Regions from separate parts of the Zea mays genome. Here region 2 is linked to region 1. A link is a contact called in public Hi-C data. All regions are on one chromosome and are shown on one strand. The core of a region is the stretch at or near the end of the contact, and the rest is flanking DNA. Distances in the headings are between cores, read along the strand shown.

The links. A called contact is a pair of places that touch in the nucleus more often than the background predicts.
Region 2: a contact with region 1 is called in a Hi-C map of ear, with 6 times the contacts expected there. The contact joins the promoter of LOC100285759 here to the promoter of LOC100272441 in region 1. A contact is called at or near these places in 14 of 25 Hi-C or Micro-C datasets (bundle sheath, ear, endosperm and 6 more).

Annotation. Positions count from the first base shown.
Region 1 is chr4:168,466,239-168,469,655 of Zm-B73-REFERENCE-NAM-5.0, forward strand. LOC100272441 (Rubisco methyltransferase family protein) reads right to left here and starts at 1,772. Exons shown (of 13, transcript NM_001146915.1): 1 at 1,372-1,772; 2 at 1,103-1,266; 3 at 917-1,000; 4 at 760-817; 5 at 396-449; 6 at 46-117. The coding sequence starts at 1,752.
Region 2 is chr4:168,714,270-168,717,686 of Zm-B73-REFERENCE-NAM-5.0, forward strand. LOC100285759 (60S ribosomal protein L31) reads right to left here and starts at 1,867. Exons shown (of 2, transcript NM_001158649.2): 1 at 1,645-1,867; 2 at 220-802. The coding sequence starts at 1,748. The coding sequence ends at 523.

The DNA of each region.
Region 1 (3,417 bases), core at 522-3,021:
CACTATTGAGGATGGTTCTTTGTAAAATAAAATAAAATGTGGTACCTCGGGGCTATGATTAAGCATATCTGCCCAAGGAACTAGTGCAACCCTTCCATCCATTGATGGCAAGCGAACCTGCAGAATAGACCAATGCACATCCTTGGTTAGCATTGGTTTGGAGCCTCCCAGACAACCTGCCGCCCAGGCAGCGATCCTGGCCCCAGGTAATCCAAATCGGACGCCTGGAGTTGCAGTTCCTGCCAGCCAATGTTGCCTGGAGGCCAACCAAACCGTGCAATAATGGCAGCAATAGTAACCAGTAAGCAAAAGAATTCATACTAATCATGCAAAGGGATATTAGAGATCTACAAGTAAAACAAGCTTTACATCATATTTACTAAATCCAGTCTTACCAGGCGTGAGAACAGAATCCCAAAGGACCATAGAAATGTCTCTATGTTATACACCTAAAATAAGAAAAATGAGTGATCATGTTAAAATACAAATGAATTAGTAGTAAATTATCATAATCGACATTCATAGTGTAATCAAATTAAAATATGCAGTTACAAACATGTGACTCAATCCACACAACATTATATTGATACTCAACTAAAAAACTAATATAATCTTCATCTTCAGATATAATTAATATAACCTCAAGATTAGAAATTTTTTGAATATATGCTCTTTGCAAAGGATTGAAGCTGGATAAGTATTGTTGTACTCATATGTGTACACAAAGAGTACAGCAGTACCAATGTTGACAAAACACACCTCTTCAGGGAACAAATCTGGATGCCTGGAAAATATACGGTCTCGAAGGTCGTTGTATCTACCAAAATGAACAGAGCACAATCCCAATGTGAGTTTCGACTGTTAGGGGTTAATTTGCTAAACAAACATCAGTAGATGTATTGGTAGACAATCTTACGTCCCAATCACATCAGTTATCCTCTGAATTGCACGTTTCCTGATTGGTGAGGCCACTAAGTATGCATCTAGCTCTGCACGAGTCCTGCAATAACACATGAAGGCTGTACAACACTGAGAATGCTATCCCATGACCATGCCACCCCTCTCAATATAGCAATACGCCTACTACAATCCCCGGCCATACCAGTATAAAAGCGAGTAAGGCTGCCTCGGCAACGCTGCTATGTAGCTGATCCACCTCGACGAGCCCTCTAAACTGGCTTCACTTATGAGGTAAGTAGCGATAAGCGGCCAGTCCGGCACGGAGTTCCTTTTCATCACATCTCCCACCTCAGGGCGACCCCACTCCTAATAATATATATACAAAGCACAGTAGAGTGCCAATTGTAAAATCATTTCTTAGCAAAAGATAAACAGCATCTCTGCCGTTAGTGAGAGCCTAGGACTTATTACTGAATCGGCGGTGATGACGAGGGAAGGGGGCACGAAGAGCAGCTTCTCCCCCTTGCGTATGTTCTTGAGGGCGACGAGGCCGCGCTCGCCGATGTCCACGCGTTGGATGGCCAAGCGTTGCTCCGGTAGGCCCGAGTCTATGAGCCACCGCTCCAACGATGCCGCGCTCTCCAGGGACTCGATCTCGCAGCCCCACGGGACGCCCGCGGCGATCTCCCGCTGGGCCGGCGCGGATGCGGACGCCGCTGAGGCCCGGACAGGAGCGCAGCCGCGAGTGCGGGAGGAGGAGGAATACGAGTGTGGAAGCGGACGGAGATGGCGGGGAGCGCGCAGCGGTGGCCGGAACTGCGAGTGGAGCGCGGTGGTGGAGGAGGTAGCCATGGCGAAACTGACGTGGTCAGTGTGTACTGTGTAGGCACCGGCGCGGGGGCTTATCCGCTAGTCCCCGTGGCGGGCTTGGCATCTTTATTCGTGGATTTTCCATGCTGGGCCTATAGATTAGTGGGCTAGCGTCCTTTTATTTGGTGATGGTGTGTTGGTTATGGGCCAAGATGCGGTGTTCCTGGAAAAAGACATAGCCCCTTTGTCATGTGTCCTTACTTTATTATCTACTGTATTTTATAATCAGATGTCATTGCTAAGATGGTTAATAGTTTTTTGTTGATAAATAAAAATTAGTTAATTAAAAAATAGCTTCTGTCTATTATATCACTTATATTTGAGTATAAATTTTGAATGTTTAAATGCATAGCATAGTACTAGATGGAGTGGGGACTGTTTCTAGTGATTTTCTTTTAGGGTCAGACGGGTCAGACAAAAAGTTCGTTGAGCTAGCTCCGTGGCTCACTAAAAAAATCTCTAATTAATTTAATGTTTTTTTAAATAAAAGTAAGTTGATTGACTTTTGACTACGGGAATCGGCAAAGCCTTCGTCTATTTTGGACGGTCCTTCCGTCATGTAGTATTCGCTTGGTTGGAGTAGACTTCGCTTTTTATCCGTCATGATTTATCTTGTTCTCATTATAAATGAGTCGAGCGAGGGGGCAGTCAGCCTTCGCCCCAATAATATTGTCGAAATGGATTGCTTGTATAATACAATATTGGGAAGAGGATATATAATGCAATATTGATATTACCACTATCCTTCATATATATATCAACAATACGAGAATAGAAGACATTAATGGTCCTATACAACTGCTTGAATATCTGTCTCTTTCAACTGCTTGTTGATTTCCACGAAGTTCAATAGTTTTTCACCAAGTGAACTAAAATAGTTGTTATGTGCCCTTTTTTGTGGCTAACTCTAATGGTCCTATACATTGCATATTTGCACTGTATATAATTCTCTCTTTCTATATGGAATAAATATTCTGGAACAACGTACTGGCTCCACCGCCGGCTGTAAAGCTATACCTTCTCTTCTCAGCATAGCGCGCGGTTCTTCTTCTTCACCGTGAAGTTGAAGCTAGCCATACCTCCAACCACATGGCCAACCTCCACGTCGCTAGACTCTGCAATTATAAATCCGACGTGACCGGCTGTCCGGGCAGTCCTGATCCAAGCGAGGGTCAGCGTCGAAGATGTCACCCGTGTTCATATATATAATAACATACTCCTACGCGCGTTCAGAAGAATGAGTGGACGCAGATCACTGAGCGAGCAAACCGATCCTGCAGCCTGCTGGGTGCCTGTGCCCCGGTGGCAAGGGCACCGCGCGGAGCCGGTGCTGCCATCGTGGGTGCATGCATGTACACGACTCCGCCGCGGTTTGTGCCGTGCCCAGCCCCAGGGCCTCTAGTCCTCTCCTCAGTCCTCACTCGCCACTCCTCAGAGACTCGTATAGTCGTATCGCTGTGAGCAGCAGGCAGGCAGGCAGAGGCAGCGCCGCCGATGTGCCCTGCGCCGCGGGACGCTGCTGGCGGCGGCAGCAGCGAGTGTGTACGTGCGCGAACCGGCGCTGTGCGTGGGTGGTTGGCAGTTGGCTTTCGAAACGAGACAGGCGCCAGGCAAGAGTATCGCGGCCTGCGCGGCTGCACTGCACCT
Region 2 (3,417 bases), core at 617-3,116, 250 kb after region 1:
AGGGGAAACCATTACAGGAGATAAAAAAAGTAGGGGATAAAATGTTAATATTGTGACGCAAAAAAGTGATTATAGGGTGAGAAATTTAGGATGAACCACTGCAGATAGTCTAAAATGTTTTTCACCAGCTTCTCTGATAAGTTGCTTCTCTAAAAAGCAGCTGCTGCGACAAACAGGGCTTACAAGTGATCTGTCAAGAACAAACTGGCAGCTGTGACAGACAGGGCTACAAGTGATCTTTCATGCGTCAAAAAATCTTAAAACACATGGCTACATCAGTCATATCAGGTTGTACAAGCAAAAATTGATGAGTCTGTCTCAGCATAATAAATACAGATGCTCGGAATGTGTAAAGATAACACAGACTTGGCATGGCATATAGTCAAAATTTCAAAACTTGAAAGGAGCAACGTCTCGAAACTTCTATCACACGTCATCCGGCATAGATAACAAGCTGAAGCAGCATTATCAAACTTGCTCTCATGGTATGCATTTAAGTGCTAGATGATTGAACCCTTCGACTTAATCCTCATCCTCAACAACCTTAGTTCCCAAACCTTTGAGACCCTCCGGAGGGATCTCAGCTACTGTGACCAGAGAGTACTGCCCCTCCTTGGCGTCTTCCTCGTCGTTCCTCTTGCGGGCAATCCTGACACGGACTCGCCTCGGCACACTCCGGATACCGCTGCTCCAGACGTGCTTGTTGAGCTTCACATCGATCCGGACATCGGTGGTACCCATGGTCTTCTGGGCGAACTTCCTGATCTCCTTGATGGCATTCGGTGCCTTCTTCTTGAAGGTGCTGCATACAATTGTAGATTAATTAGTGTTGACTAAACTGACAAGATCAACTGAAGCATGGTTAGTGCTGTATACAATATAATTTTGCGTGTTCAAAAGAGATTTAACAGAATGGAACATCATGATATTGTACTTCTGCAATGTGCATGTAGCACTCAAATGGAACACATGACAGCATGTCGAGGCAACATGTGTAACGATGAGCGACATCTGTGTACCGGTCATGTAACTGTATCAACCACGAGATTGTATAAGACAGATACCTGACTATAACCGGACAATACAAAAGATATTACTGTATCAGAGAAACACCTTCAAAAAAATACGATGCAACTACAAATACAATGTGTATTATGGGAGGAAAATATACTGCCCAAATGGAACACATAGTAGCATTATGAGGCAATACGTGTAACGATGAGCAGATTGTATATACCGGGCATGTAACTGTGTTCAGCCAATGAAATAAGGCAGGCACCTGACTATACCCGAGTAGCACCTAATCGAACGGCGCCCACAGAACAAAATGCAACTACTGCCACCACTCACAAAGGCAAACAACAAGACAAACGCGAGATGAATGTGGGATCAGATACAAGAGCAAGATCAACTACACGCTATTCCCGCTCGGTCAGGTGATCCCGACTGTAGTCTAGCTGGTAAAAGATAATGCATCCGATCAGGTGTATCGACCATTCGCAAGCCCACATAGTGCTCACAGGCCGCAACCCTCCGCACCAGCATCTGATGTGTAAGCCCGACGCGGCTATAGAACAACACTATGCTCCCCAACACGTGGATCTAATAAGCTTGGGAAATGGAAGAGAAAGTTGGTGGTAGTACCATCCGTGGAGGCGCTTGTGGAGGTTGATGGTGTACTCGCGGGTCACCACCTCATCCTTGCGGGTGCCGGTGCCGGCGCCGGCGCCGCGCCTCCTCTCGGACATCTCCGCTCCGCCGCCGGCAGAGCACCCTCCTTTCTTCTTCGCTCGGGCTAGAGGGAGGTTGCGGAGTCGAGATAAACCCTGATCGCCAGAGTCGCCATTTTATAGCGGCGCGAGTTAGGGCTACCTAATGTTCCGGGCCACCCCGCGCACATACATGGCCAGCCCATGTGTAATAATTAGGCCCATCTAGGTAGGCCCTCTACTCCTATTTTTAGTCATTTATTTATCCGAATCGCCTCTCCTAGTCTCCTAGAGAGACTCCTAGTCCCAACAATTATGTTGACTACTTGATTCTCAAAAAAAAAGTTATGGTGACTACTTGACTTGCGTGCTATTATCAGTAAAGGGTAGGCTGTCCCAGTCCCAGTTGAGACGTTGGCTTCAGCTGCTTGTTGGTGGTGATTCAGTTTGGCTTTGATTTGACAGGGCAGTTCAGTTCCACATATAGCTGCCATCTTGCCATCAACCGAGCAAGAGCGGCACAACAACTAACACGAACACGACCAGAATTTTGTAAACTACGATCATCTGCAACGAGGAACTATGCAAACTGACTAACCGAACCGCAACTCCGCCGAAGCCAAAACAGTCAGAGAGCGCAGCGTGGTGTGATCCTTGCAGGGACTGATAACATTCGACAGACAAAACGACTACTGAATAATATATCGGCTTCAAGTATCAAGTTTTCAGAATCAGAAAATAAAAGGTGATTGATAAGCTCATGATCACATCGGCGGATACCAGAGAGCATCAGGCAATACCCTGATTACATCTGCAGACACCAGGAAGCGGGGAGCCTCCCTCCGCCCAAGCCAAAGGCAGCATTGACAAATATGAACTAACGGCGGGCGACAGATATTCGAGAAGGTAGTACAATTTACAACCACAGAAATTACTTTATTTTACAGCTGTTTATCGCACAAAACCAGTTCACAAATGTTAATAACAATGTCAAATCATGTCAGTGCGAAAACAAACCGCAGTCCATGTGATAATGAAGCAGCGTTCTGAATTTCGGACCACGCCCTCGTGAAAATTTGTAGCCACGGTCAAATATGCCTACTAAGAGAAATTCTGAACAAGCATAGACCACACAGATTTCATAGTCTGAAAGATGTTGCGGCCATGAAGTTCAGAGGGAACAAACAAGTGAGAACCACCAGTTGACTACAGTGGTAAGAAGCCAGCACGTTTTGTTTCACAACTTCCTACCAAATGAATAACATTAGCCTAAACCATTCCAGACTTCTGAACTAGCAGTTGCCCACAACCACATTGTTACTTCGTACTCCATACTTCCTTTCCAAAATATAAGACGCTTTGGCTTCTGAACCCAGCCTGATCGGCTGCACATTTTGTGCTGCAGGTGCAGGTGCAGCTGCTGCTGCATGCACAGTTCAGATTCTATGCAGCAGATTTCAACGGTTCAAATTTTAAGCAGCATGCAGCAACAGATATAGCTGAAAAGCACAGGAAGTGCAGCATTATGTATTTAGACATAGTATATACCTAAGTGCACAGCAAAGAAACCTTATGATTTGGAATGGAGGGAATAGTAAAGATTAAAGAACTATGCTCTGAAAGATGGTGAATAAGAACATTTAAAAAGTATCTTCAGAGTAAAATATACAGCAAGAATCCAATTCAGGTAAGGATACATCATACTTGC